Regions from separate parts of the Mus musculus genome. Here region 1 is linked to region 2. A link is a contact called in public promoter capture Hi-C data. All regions are on one chromosome and are shown on one strand. Each heading gives the region's core, a stretch centred on a gene start, on an enhancer-like site or on the middle of the called end of the contact. The rest is flanking DNA. Distances are from core to core; before and after follow the strand shown. Region 1 has its middle 7.0 kb from the start of 4932414J04Rik. Region 2 holds the start of Cep68 (centrosomal protein 68).

Region 1 (6,436 bases), core at 2,313-4,812, 1.3 Mb before region 2:
GACGAGGTTGTGGAGAAAAAGAACACTTCTCCATTGCTGATGGGATTGCAAGGTCTTACAACCAATCTGGAAATCAGTTTGGTGTTTCCTCAAAAAGTTGGACATAGTACTACTGGAAGATCCAGCAATACCATTCCTGGGCTTATACCCAGAAGATGCTCCAACTTGTAATAAGGACACATGCTGCACTATGTTCATAGCAGCCTTATTTATAATACCTAGAAGCTGCATAGAACCCAGACGTCCTTCAACAGAGGAATGGATACAGAAAATGTGATACATTTACACTCAGCTATTAAAAACAATGAATTCATGAAATTCGTAGGCAAATGGATGGATCTGGAGGATATCATCCTGAGTGAGGTAACCCAATCACAAAAGAATACACATGATATGCATTCACTGATAATTGGATATTAGCCCAGAAACTCAAAATACCCAAGATACAATTTGCAAAACACATGAAACTCAAGAAGAAGGAATACCAAAGTGTGGACACTTGGATCCTTCTTAGAAGGCAGAACAATATACCCATGGAAGGAGTTACAGAGACATAGTTCGGAGCAGAGACTGAAGGCATGACCATCCAGAAACTTTCTCTCCTGGGCATCCATCCCATAAACAACCTCCAAACCCAGACACTATTGCAGATGCCAACAAGATTTTGCTGACAGGAGCCTAGTATAGCTGTCTCCTGTGATGCTCTGCCAGTGCCTGGCAAATATAGAACTGGAAGCTCACAGTCATCCATTGGACGGAGTACAGGGTCCCCAATGAAGGAACTAGAGAAAGTACTCAGGGAGCTGAAGGGGTTTGCAGCCCCCTAATAGGAACAAGAATATGAACTAACCAGTACCCCCAGAGTTCCCTGGGACTAAACTACCAAGTTAAAGAAAACACATGGTAGGACTCATGGCTCTAGCTGCATATGTAGCAGAGGATGGTCTACTTGGCCATCAATGGGAGGAGAGGCCCTTGGTCCTGTGAAGGTTCTATGCCCCAGTATAAGGGAATCACAGGGCCAGGAAGAGGAAGTGGCTGGGTCGGGAAGCAGGTGGAGTGGGGTGGAGATAGGGGATTTCTGAAGGGGAAACTAGGAAAGGGGATAACATTTGAAATGTAAATAAAGAAAATATCTAATAAAAAAAGAGAGAGCGAGAGAGATGGAACCCTTGTTGAGTGGGTTCCACCAGAAAATGTAGGTGGAAGAGGGAGTAGGGTTGAAAATGACTAGAATTTATTAGATAAATATGAAACTGTCAGACACTAAAAAAAAAAAAAGTAATTTAGCCATTAACTGTGAGTTCCCTGTACCCTCTTCCAAACTTGGTGTAAAGATATGTGTAGGAATATAAGTTACTTTTAGTTTTATTATAAAGAAACAAGAGAACAAAGAAGATACCAGGGTCTTTAAGAACAAAGTTCAGAGTTGAAATATGATTTTGAAAATTACTCAAGTTTATGAAAACCACCCTCTAATGTAATTTCATTGCCTTTAGGTTAGATATGAATAACTGGAAGGAAAAGTTAGAAAGCAGAACAGTTGTGAAGTAAATGTGGATTGACTCCCACTTTGACACGGGTGGAAGAGTTGAAAGAAAGCAGAAATCAAATCCCTTGTTGTTGAACAATAACAGCAGAATTGGGGGTGAACTCTGAGGGTTTTAAGATTTTGAAGACGATATTTATAACATTTAATAACAGAAAATGATTGGTGAATACTCTGCCATAGGAAGGTGGAGTGCAGAGTGACTTAGGTATCTAAATAGCAGGCTGTATGACATTCACAGGAAGGTATAGAGTGCCTTCATGTTGGAATATTAGGAGTTTACTTCTATTTTAGGTATTGTATTTGTGACTCTTGAACCATTATGGAGAAACTGGAAGTAGATTTTTAAAATTTTATAGTTGACGTGGATTTAATTCATCTGTAATGTGTTTTTCCATTTTTTAATTTAAAAAGTTTTACTACATTGTTTTCATTTAACTCTGTCTCTGTCTCTTTCTCTGTCTTTGTGTGTGTGTGTGTGTGTGTGTGTGTGTGTGTGTGTTTATGTACCGTGGCTCATGTGTGGAAGTCAAAGAGCAATGAAGAGATTTGGTTCTCTCTTTCTGTCACATGAATCCCAGGGATCAAACTCAGGTTGTTAAGTTTAGCAGCAATTGCCTCTACCCAATTAACCTCTTCACTGGCTCCTGATTGTCTTTTTGTTTTGTTTTGTTTTTCGAAACAGGGTTTTTCTGTATAACCCTGACTGTCCTGGAACTGACTCTGTAGACCAGGCTGGCCTCGAACTCAGAAATCTGCCTGCCTCTGCCTCCCAAGTGCTGGGATTAAAGGAGTACGCCACCACGCCCAGCTCCTGATTGTCCATTCTTAACATTTAAATATCCATTTAAATGTTTTATACTTCTTTGAGAATGTGGTAGTGAATTTTCCTGCCATATGTCCCCATACAGGAAAAAGGACTTTACCAACATACACAATGGTATAAAGACTTTATGGTCTTGAGAGTGTTATTTCCCTTGTTTGAAGCCAAGACATTAGAAATACAATTTAAATTCAACAACTGGTTTGGGGCTGATATCTGTGGAATTGCCATTAGTGATTGCTATCCTAAGAAAATCACGGTTGAGATATTTACACTGAAGCTTCTCTGTTCCAAAACACAGGCATCATTTTAGACTCTGACAGCTTTCAGGAACATCCTTCTTGGATGTTAATGCAATTCAAATGAATGCTAGAATGCTTCAAAGATCCTTGCAAATGAAATGGCTTTTGAAAACAAAACCTCTCCTCTGCGTGGAGACACCCTTCTAATTGCAAATAAAAACAGTTTCTGAGCTGTATAGTGGGAAGGAAGTCAGGTTTTAGAAGACCAACTTTGATGCCTACTGTGTAATTTCAGTGGACATTACTAGGGACAGTTGCATATTTCTAAGAGACATTCTAATAGAAGTGGGTTCTTTTGTAGGTTTTAAAACGTCAGTGTAAGCTTAAATTTTTCAAAACCTACTTTAATAAGGGTTCTTAAATGATTTAACCTTCTTTCTAGCCCAGCATTCACCAGAGGTAGTAGAAAAGAAAGATTATTAGGACACCAGAAGTGAACCTGTTTAGAAATTGTTCTTCAGAGCAAATCCAATCTGTGTTGTCAGGAAATCAGCAGTTCAGTTCACAGGTCAGTAGCAGCAGCCTGACCCACTTGCAAACACTTCACAAATACATCAGCAGTTCAGTTCAGTATTGTCAAGATGGCAAACATGAATAAGCAATGGTGGCATGACCCAGTAGGTATAGCCAGGCCTCAGCCAAATCAGCACCAGTCAGCCGGAGTGACTATGCTAGGAGAAGTTCGTTGCCATGCCTCTCTCTCAACAAAGTGAAGATCAGTGAAGACTCGAGACCAAGAAGCATTGCAAATAGACCGATGGAAGACCCTGTCACTGTCCATTGAGTCCTGTTTACACTCCCTCCAAACATCACGTGCCCTCCACGGGTCTTGCCTCACCACAAGTCTTACCTCGGCATGTGAGTCTGTCTTAGCAAAACTCCACGTGAGTCTGCATCAGCTCACATATCTCTGCCAATCGGTCAGAGTCCTTGGGAACCTCATGAGTTTCTCTCTATGGAGTCACAAGAAATTGAACTCATCAATGCAATGCAAGGCAAACCAATACATGCCTGTCATTAGTGAAGAATCCTTCATGTGTCCTTTCATGAGCTTGCTTCAGCAAAACATTCTTTCACCTGTGTCTGTTTCAGCAAAAACATTCCTTTATGTGCCTGCCTTATCAAAACATCCTCTCATCTATGTCCACTTCTGGAAAATGCTCTTTAATAGAACTGACTTTCCAAAGTTTCCAGTTCACACAATTTGAAAGATAGGCTATTTTCTCAAATTTCCTCACGGCTTTGGTGAATCCGTTTCTCACGTGATCCCACGGGAAATAGATTCGTACTTCAGACTGGAAACAGATTAGTCATGTGACCTGAGTCTCTAGAGCCTAATCACCTTGCTGCCAGTGTTTTTTGATCTTGCTACAGGCAAAGCTTGCTCCTACCAAGCATTTTTATCTTCTGCTGTCCTATAGCTTTCATCTACTTAACACTATGAGACCACACTGAGCACACTGAACTGCACCACTAATCCTATCCCACACAAATACAGCCATCCATTCTAAGTCCCATAGGCATTCTCTGCTGGAGAGTTAAGGAAGTCAACAATAAAATATTCTTATATTTCCTACCTATAGAGTCCACAAATCCACAAAATGTGGCCTAGATAGGCCCAGTGTAAACACTTTTGGTTAAAATCTTAGGATGTTCATCTTATGATGAAATGCAACACTGTAAACATTCATAAATGTTTATTTAATGCCATGGACCACCCCAGTTGGGTATGGGGGTCCCTGGAATGAGGGTCCTTGAAGCTAGGTGGGTAAGGATTTGGTGGTAACAAACAGAAACAAACACATAGGCAGTTTTAATCTGAGTGTATTTTGCAGCTCTCAAGCAGGGGATTTTATACACTAAAAAACCAAACATTACATCTCTTAGAAACTATATCCAGTGAAACAATCACAAATACCAAAAAAAAATCATTTGGCATAGTAAAGCACAAAAATTATTCAAGCATTACAACTCTGAAACTATGTATTCAGTGAATCACAAACAGAACAGGTAACATCATTATAAAAATCATCAAAATATAACAATTCTAAAAGGATGTATTCCTTGGAGGCTGTCATCCAAGGCTAGTGACATATTTCCAGGAGCAGGTTAATAAATCTTTAACAGTTAGTGCTCTTAACCTCTGAACTAACTTTCCAGCCCCATGGTCAATTATTATTTAACATCTAGTGCCTGATTTTATATAAATCTTCAATGCATAAATTTAAATTATTTTAATTATTTCTAATTAAGGCTTTCTTTACCATATACCAAAATCCACCTCCGATGACCCACATGTAGCCATATGAAATTTTATTGTTGGGAAAGTTTTTATCATATTAGTTTTGTAAATGATTTAGAAAGTAACGCGTTGGTTTCCCTGGAGATAAGGTCATGTTAGTGGCCTCATCTCTAGGGATGGTTTCTTACCCATTATTCTTGCTTAAGATCTTGGCCTAGGCTATCAGGAACATGTAAATAAGAAAAGGAATAAGAGAAAACATAACAGATAGATTGCCATGAGAACTACGGCTCAATATTTTTTCTCCAGTGAAGAGTTCTACAACTGGTTCCAGGATGCCTCCCCCTTTTGAGGTCAATCACCTCAGTCTGTGGAAATTGTCACACAGATCATACTGGAGGTGGTGTGGCAATTTAAATTTTGAGCCTTTGTAGTGATGAAATTAGAGATACACAAATATGTTAAAACATAATGAACTATAAACTTTAAATATGTGCAGTTTCTGTGGAGTGAACGTAGAGAAAGTTGTGGAGAAAATATATGGGTTCCCTCTAGCGACACCTACCAATTTAAGCTAATTTTTGAAAGAACAGTTTTCAGTTTTATGTGGAAACACTCATACACACAGCCCAAGATTGCAAAAAAGCAATCTTGAATAATAAAAATAACTCCTGAAGGTATCATTATTCCCAACTTCAAATTGACATAAAAACAGAAACATTGATCAATGAAATTGAATTGAAGACCCAGACATAAATCCACACACTTTAATTATTAAAAGTGTTAATTATAAACACTTTTAATAAAGGCAAGAAATATACAGTAGATAAAAGACAGCACCTTTAACTAACAGTGCTAGTCTAACTGGCTGTCTACAGGTAGAAGAATGCAAATAGACCCATCACCCTGCATAAAATCAACTGGAACTGGATTTAAAAACATCAATATTAAATCAGATGCACTGAACCTGATAGAAGAGACAGTGGTGAATAGCTTTCAACTCAATCAGCAGAGGAGACAACTTCCTGAACAGAACAATAACACAGACATTAAAATCAACAATTAAAAAATGGGACCTCAAGAAACTGAAAAGTTTCTATAAGGCAAAAATGATCATCATTCAGACAAAGCTGCAGCCTGAAGAATGGGAAAAGATTTTCACCAACTCTACATCTGACAGAGGGTGAATATCCAAAATGTATATAAAAAAAAAAAAAAACAGAAACTAGACATCAACAAACCAAATAATCCAACCCCCCCCCCAAAAAATGGGGGCACAGATCTAAACTGAAATTTTTCTAAAAAGGAAACTAAAATAGCTGAGGAACACTTAAAGAAATGTTCAGCATCCTAAGCTTTCAGAGAAATGCAAATCAAACCTGCTTTGAGATTTCATCTTATACCTGTCAGTTTCAGCATTCTGGGTTCCATGGGATGACTGACCAACAAGGAGAGACACTGCAAGATGAGATGAGCTTCTCAAGCAGCTGTGGGACCAGCCTCTCAATTGCCGAACCTAG
Region 2 (6,849 bases), core at 523-3,022:
ACCGTGAAATAACCATCACAGGAGCTGTTCACAATGGCAACACCTCGTCCAGCCTCCCCAAGCAGCTGGGCAGTGATGGAGCCTCAGCCAAAGCAGCCTGTGGCTGGGAAGGTCCTCCCATCCCAACCCATAGGCCCGATGCAAGGAAAAGGGGTGGGGAAAAAAAACCCACCAATCCCTGAGCTTCAAACAAAAACATAGTAATCCCTGAGCACAAGAATCCACCAATCCCTGAGCTCCCCAAGCTCAGGACTTGAAATCCTACCAATCCTCATCCTGGAAATCTCTGTCCTGAAAAGCCCCACCCACTAAGAAACCCTATATAAGCCCTGCTCTTTGTTCAATTCCCTGCTCTCTGCTCCTGGAGCGGAGGTGGCCACCCCTGGATTCATCCCTCCACATTTTGGACCCTCCAATAAATATCTTTTATGAGCTTTGCTGCCTGGTGGTACTCTCTCATCAGAAGCCAAGAAGCAATGAAGAGAAGGAAAGAACAGGAGTGGGGCTGAGCTGGGGATACCCTCCCCCTGGGAGCTGCAACACCTCAGTTAGGAGGCTTCCTCTTAGAGCAGTGTGGTTCCTGGGCTTCTGTGTTTCAGGACGCCCTTCCAACTGAGCAAGAACACTTAGAGAAGGCCGCTGGGCCAAAGTCAAAGAAGAGTACAGAACACATCTGGTTGAGACCATCCAGGTGCTCAATCGCATTACCATATTTACTGCTAAATGACTTCATACGTCCTTTATTTATTTTTTCCTTTAAACAAGTAACTGGATACACGCTGGTAAATGCTACCTACCTATTTGACACATTTCGGTTCTGAATTCCTTTTTAACTTTTTCCTTCTGGGTTGAAGAGAGAATTCAAGGCCTTGCATATAACAATACACTTTTACTTTAAAACACCCAGTATGGGGAAGACTGGGACAAAATCAGGAGTTCAAATTCAGCCTGGGATACGATGAAATTTACACTCACTCTCTCTCTCTCTCTCTCTCTCTCTCTCTCTCTCTCTCTCTCTCTCTCTCCACACACACACACACACACACACACACACACACACACACACACAAAACAAAGCCAAATAAAAAGCTGGGCATGATAGGGTTTGCCTGTACTCCCTGCACTGGGGAAGCCGAGGCAGAAGGAGCACTATGGCCAGGCAGGCCAGCCTGGCAGTTAAGTTTGTGGTCTTAGGTTGGATTAAGTCTCTGTCGTGTTAAGATCAGTCCAGCTCCTTCTCTAAACTTCACAGGCCCAGAACACTGTGGAAGTCCCTTCTCCCACTACTGGTGAGACAGGCTGGGCCTCCTGAGCCTCAGAGTCTCAGGACGGTGGCGAGGGGCCGGGGGTGGGGGGAGGGAGGGAGCTCGACCCACACCTGGTCCCCTCGCCCAACTTCTGCCCGATGCCCAGATTCGGACATGCCCTGGGGGTTCCACACAACGCAAAAGGGGAGCACCAAGCCTGGAACCACCCTCCCAGCCGCGGAGAGCACGTCGACCCAAACACCGCAAGCCTTCGATCCGCGGAGAGCGCGCCTTGCTATCCGCGTGGGCCTGCGTGGACGCCAGGACCGCGAACACCCAGCTGGCACGCGCGTCCGGACAGCGGAGAAAGAAGCTCCGGCCACCCATAGGCCAGGGTCCTGCAGGGGGCGGGTTCCCATGGCAGATACGAGCTGTGGATTGGTGAAGCATCCGAACGGAGAGTTTGGATTGGTTGCTTCATGGGGCGTCCTCCGCGGAGAAGCGGCAAGGGCGGAGGGCGTGGCGGGCGCCTGGCCCTCCCTCCCCAGGAGTGCGGGCGCCCGCGGGAGGCCCCGTCGTCGCCGCCTGGGACCCTGGCCCAGCTACGCGGGTCGCTCGGGACGTGCGGCGGTGTGGAGTGAGGTAAAAAGGCTGTGGCCGGCTCGAGTGTCGCGGCGCCAAGACTCGAGTCGGGGCATTCCCCTCGTGCCCGGGGCTCCGCGTGGGGGACCCTGGGGGAGGCCCGCGGCCTGGAGGGCACAAAGGCTGGCCGCGATGGGGGCGCCTCGCGCGTTCGCCTCCATCTTGCGGACCGTGCCGGGTGGAGGCGAGCGGAGGGGCAGGCTGTGGAGGGCCAGCGCGGCCTGCAGAGCGCGTGGGGCCGCACCTCTGGCAGCCCCATGCAGCTGTGCGCGCGTCGACCTTGGTCGCGGAGAACCGGCGGGTCACAGCCACAGCCGCTCGCGTCTGGACGGCTGCTGCTTCCATGGCCCAGTGAACGCATCCGGAGGAGGAAAGCAAAGCGGCGCACTTTTTATCTCTAAGATCTACCCTTGTCATCTGTCACCTGTTAGCCAGTCTCAGCAGCCCGGGAGCACATGCCCCAAACTTAGTAATTTTATAATTACCATGTTTTATTCAATTAAAAATTAAAAAAATAATAATAAAAGCTAAAAACTCCCAGTGCCCGAGCAGAGTAGACCTTACTGGGAATTGATGGGGTCCGAGACAAGGAAAGAGGTAGTCTGGTATACAGCTTGCGACACTTTTTGCTTTGGGCTTGGTTCAAATACAAGCCACTACTCACCTAGTTCTCTCCAGCGGACTGGGTTAAATTCTGGATCACTTAGGAACAGTGGGTGTAAGGGAACCCAGCTTCACATCATCACAGAAGCTTTTAAAAACTTTTTCCCTACCCCCACAACTGAAAAACATACCCTTCTCTGGGCAGCCCATATGGGCCTGGGTTGGCAATGAAGTGGTTTCCCCGCCCCCTAACAGGATGAAAGGTCTGTAAGGGAAGGAAACCAAAAGAAAACAAGAACAAGTGAAGCCCAACGTTGAGGGAACCGGAACTTTTAAAAGCCTTTAAGTTGTTGGATTATTTTTACAGGTTAAGGAAGCAGCTGGGCTCTCTGAATCAATTCAGACTTTAGTCCCTTTCATACTACTAATTCAGGATAAATTCACGTGTGCCTTAGTTCTCTCATCTATAAAGTGGAATTTAGGCCCCAGCACGACAGGACAAAAAAACATGGCTAGGAAGAGTAATAGTGCCAATTCCAAGGTTTATAAAATACCTAAGATAAGAAGAAATACTTAGACCTACCAGAGCACTCGGGAGAGAGAGGCAGGTGGATCTCTGAGACTGAGCTATATAAACACAGAGACCTGTCTTAAGATGCCCCACCCACCCACCCACCCAGGTACCACTACCAAATATCTGTATAACTCTTGCTTCTTCTGGTGTCTGTCTTTCTGTCTTGAGGCCATCCCTCAAACCTTTTGTGATTGCTGCTCTGACCCCAGAGAGTATTCTTAGATTTATGCTTTTAAAGTCCTTACCCTGTTGTGGCAGGAAGAGGCTCTGAAAATATGTACCAGGCCTTGGGCCACCACTGCCCACCCCTCTGTCAGGGCAGTACCACTACACCACCACTATCCACCCACATGACCACAAAGTTGAAATTTCTTAAAAATTTTAATTTTTTGAACATTTCATATAGGGGCTGGAGAGCTCGCTTAGCAGTTATGTGCACTGGCTGCCGTTCTAGAGGACCCAGGCTCAGTTCCCAACACCAACCTGGCCTCTACAACTTCAGTCCCAGGGGACCCACCCCTCTTCTGACTTCTGTAGGTACAACATACATGTACACAAAAATAAAACCTCAAAGCTAATTCTAAAGAGGAAGTTTTCATATGTGTATGCAGTGTGTGTCGCTTGTATCTGTCCCTCACTATAGCTCTCCTCAGGAATCCCCATCATGTGAAACAGTTATTTTGTGTGGAGGTCAGAGGCAGCATACTGCATGTGGTGGGGAGAGGGCAGTTTGTGAGAACGTGTCTCCTTTCTTCAATCTGTGACCACAGTTTTCCTGATATCCACCCTGCTTGAAGCTAGCCTCAGAGCCAGCTCAAGTCTGTCTTCTCTTTTGTCATTACGGACTTCACTGTTGCCGTCCTGCCTAGCGTGACCTCCACTGTGACACTCCAGAAGCCTTGAAGCTCCAAGCCCTGCTGGGCTCCATCTTCCCACTCGCTCCCTTCCTCTTTCTTGCTTACTAGACATGATCTGCTGCTGGGTATTTATGGCATTTCTCGCTACCTGTGAGTCCTGTGACGTTTCATTGTTGAGGCCCCAAACTGAAAGGGGCATCCCTGCCAGTACAGGTGGCTGTCAGTGGCCATGGGTACACAGACAGCACTTGTCAGAACAGAAATGTTGACAGTTGGGATGCATGCATTTGTTTCCAAGGGAGTTGCTACTTAAAGAATCACACGGGAATTTTTTGTTGTTCAGAGATTTGCTCCTTGGTGAATCATGCATCTATTTGAATGAGTTAGACAGAAGTGAAAGTGCCCCCCCTCCCCAACTTGCCAGTCCTCTCCCATTTGCTCTAAACAGGAATGTGTGGGAAGAAGGCAGGCAGCTGGGATGAGCTTGCTTGAGGGTGACTCAACAGATACCAGGAAAGGTCAGGTGTCCCCTGCTGTTAACATATACACAGTGCTGAACATGGTGATAGCTGATGGGTCAAGTAGCCTTTGCAGGCTCTGAGAACTACCTGAGAGGTTTGAGGGTGAGTTTGTGGTGCTCCCTGGAAGATGCTAGAGGATAAGTAGTCCCTTGAGTAGCAGTTCTGTGCTCTTTCTCATAAAGAGGAGCAGGGTGCAGCGTTTACTTTTTATGCTGGCAATGACTAAACATGGTACATCTGTAAAGGAAAGCTGCATGTGTGGACTGGGGCCTACTCAAGAGAGGTGGTACAAGCATCTGGAAAGGCAGGGCTACCCAAGCCCTTTGGAACCCAAAGTGTTGCATTATGGGTCCCAAATGCCAGCTCCTGTGGAGCTGCAAGAGTTGGTGTTTGCTCTCCTGCGCTTGGTCTTGCTTTGATCGTACTCTTTGCTATCACTGCATTCTTCCCTGTGGGGATGGGAGTGTATATCCTAAACACTCGATGCTGCAAGTATGTAACTTTGGTTTTTTATTGTATAGGAGCTTACACATCAGAGATTTATTGAGTTTCAGAAGAGACTTAGTGGTGGCTATGCTTTTTTTATATGTATATGAGTGTTTTGGCTGTATGTATATCTATGTATGTACCACATGCGAGTCTGATGCCTGAGGAGGCCAGAATAGATAATCAGATCCCTAAAACTGGCATTTCAGGTGGTTGTGAGCCACGATGTAGATGCTGGGAATCAAACCTGGGTCCTCTGGTAGAGTAGTCAGTGCTCTTCACCTCAGAGCCGTCTCTCTAGCCCCCTGCAGTTACATGTTTAATCAGTATTGGATCTGTTAAAGTGTGAGTTTTCTTTTTTATGTTGGACTGAACGTGTTTTCCATTAGTTATCTTGCAATGAACCTATTAGTGGGTGGGGGACAAAAGAAGGAAGGCCATGACTTGACAGTGGTTAAGTGTGTTTGGGTATGGAGTTATGGTTATTATTGTCAGCCCGACAGGATATGGAATCATGTAGGAAACAGTTTTCTGGTGTATCTATACGGATTGTTAGACTTGGTTAATTGAGGTGGGTACCACCCTACCTGTGGCTGGGGCCCCAGAATGGATGATGAGGAAGAATGTGAGCACTGTCTCTCAAGCAGGCATCACTTCATGCGATACTGCACATGCAGTGTCACCAGCAGCCATGGGTCCCCTTCCAGGATTTCCCCGTGGTGGCAGACTGCATTCTTGAACTGTGAGCCAAAGTAAACCGCAGCATCATAGTCACTTTTACAGAGCGGCAAGACGACAGTGCAGGATAGACTGTGATTTAGTAGGCAGATTCATAATCAGATTGTAAACAATTCGATTCTCTGAACTGGGAGAGTAACCACATATATTCTATCTTTAGAAGTACTATTTCAGTGGAAATCCCCAAGTTTCAGGCCTTTCTAAAAAGAAAAACTTTTATTACATTTACTTATGTGTTATGGGTGCGAATGCTCATTTAAAAAGAAACACATTTTTATTACATGTCTTTTCATGCAGCCAGATTCTCCTCCCTTCCCGAATCGTGTGCGTGCTAAGGAGTCAAGTCCAGAACCCGGCTCTTGATGAACCAAACAAGGATCAGTAAGAACACACCACACACACAAGTAGTCCGTGCAGTTTGTTAAGGAGCCACAAGGTGAGGATGTGGCTCCATGAAAATCTCTCATCAGAACTCGCCGCTCCCTCTCCCGGTCCTCGCCCACCCTCTTTGGCTCTGGGTGCCTTTGGACTTGTGCTCTTACTGATCCTTGTTTGGTTCATCAAGAGCTGGGTCCTAGACTTGGCTCCTTAGCACGCAGACGACTGTAGATGTGAGGTGTGAGAGGGGTCCAGCTTCATGTGTCTCCCCGTTGACAGCCAGAGTGGATTCAGTGCATCTGGCTGGGGAGGCAGACACCCCTGTCTTCTTCACTCCCCTGTGTGTCCATCCTGGCTGGGTGTAGAGGGCCTGTGCACACAGATACACACTGGAGAAGGCAGGACAGTGAAGCACACAGCTTACCTCTTCAGTGGAGTGAGGTGTGTGTAGCAGCTCTGCCTAGAATGCCAGGAGTGATGGAGTTTCAGAGCCTGGTGATCCCTTGCTGTCTTCCAGACCCTTCCCCCTAAATCTTGAGCATTGCTTTCAGCCGTAAAGCCCATTCTTATGCGTGATATCACTTGTGCATTACAACAGCCTAAGTGACTTCTCAGTTATCTTAGAGCCAGGCCAGTCCCGACACCCACAGCCATTATCTTTACCTCAGTCATTCTCCCTAAACCCTTATCCTGGGCACTGTTTCTGAGGCAACAAGAACCCAGCTTACTGCTGAAGCCATATGGACTTTGTAAAGAGCTTCAGTGTGAGCCTTCCTTAAGCTGTGCTGCATTCAGGGGCTGAA

Evidence for each region. Promoter capture Hi-C pulls out the DNA fragments that hold promoters and counts their contacts.
Region 1: a promoter capture Hi-C map of liver shows a contact between it and region 2, with 4 times the contacts expected there. The contact joins the enhancer-like site here to the promoter of Cep68 in region 2. A contact is called at or near these places in 4 of 39 promoter capture datasets (hippocampal neurons, liver and pre-B cells) and 1 of 115 datasets of contacts at active chromatin or transcription factors (large pre-B cells).

The regions. Positions count from the first base shown.
Region 1 is chr11:21,514,992-21,521,427 of GRCm38.p6, reverse strand. No RefSeq gene overlaps it. Among named protein-coding and RNA genes, the nearest start is that of 4932414J04Rik, 7.0 kb to the right of the region's middle. Within about 2 kb of position 3,562, at least 3 of the 459 cell types and tissues checked have an H3K27ac peak or open chromatin away from gene starts, as enhancers often do. A contact at or near this core is called in liver, where this site is marked.
Region 2 is chr11:20,244,347-20,251,195 of GRCm38.p6, reverse strand. It overlaps Cep68 (centrosomal protein 68), which reads left to right and starts at 1,772. Exons shown (of 7, transcript NM_172260.3): 1 at 1,772-1,889.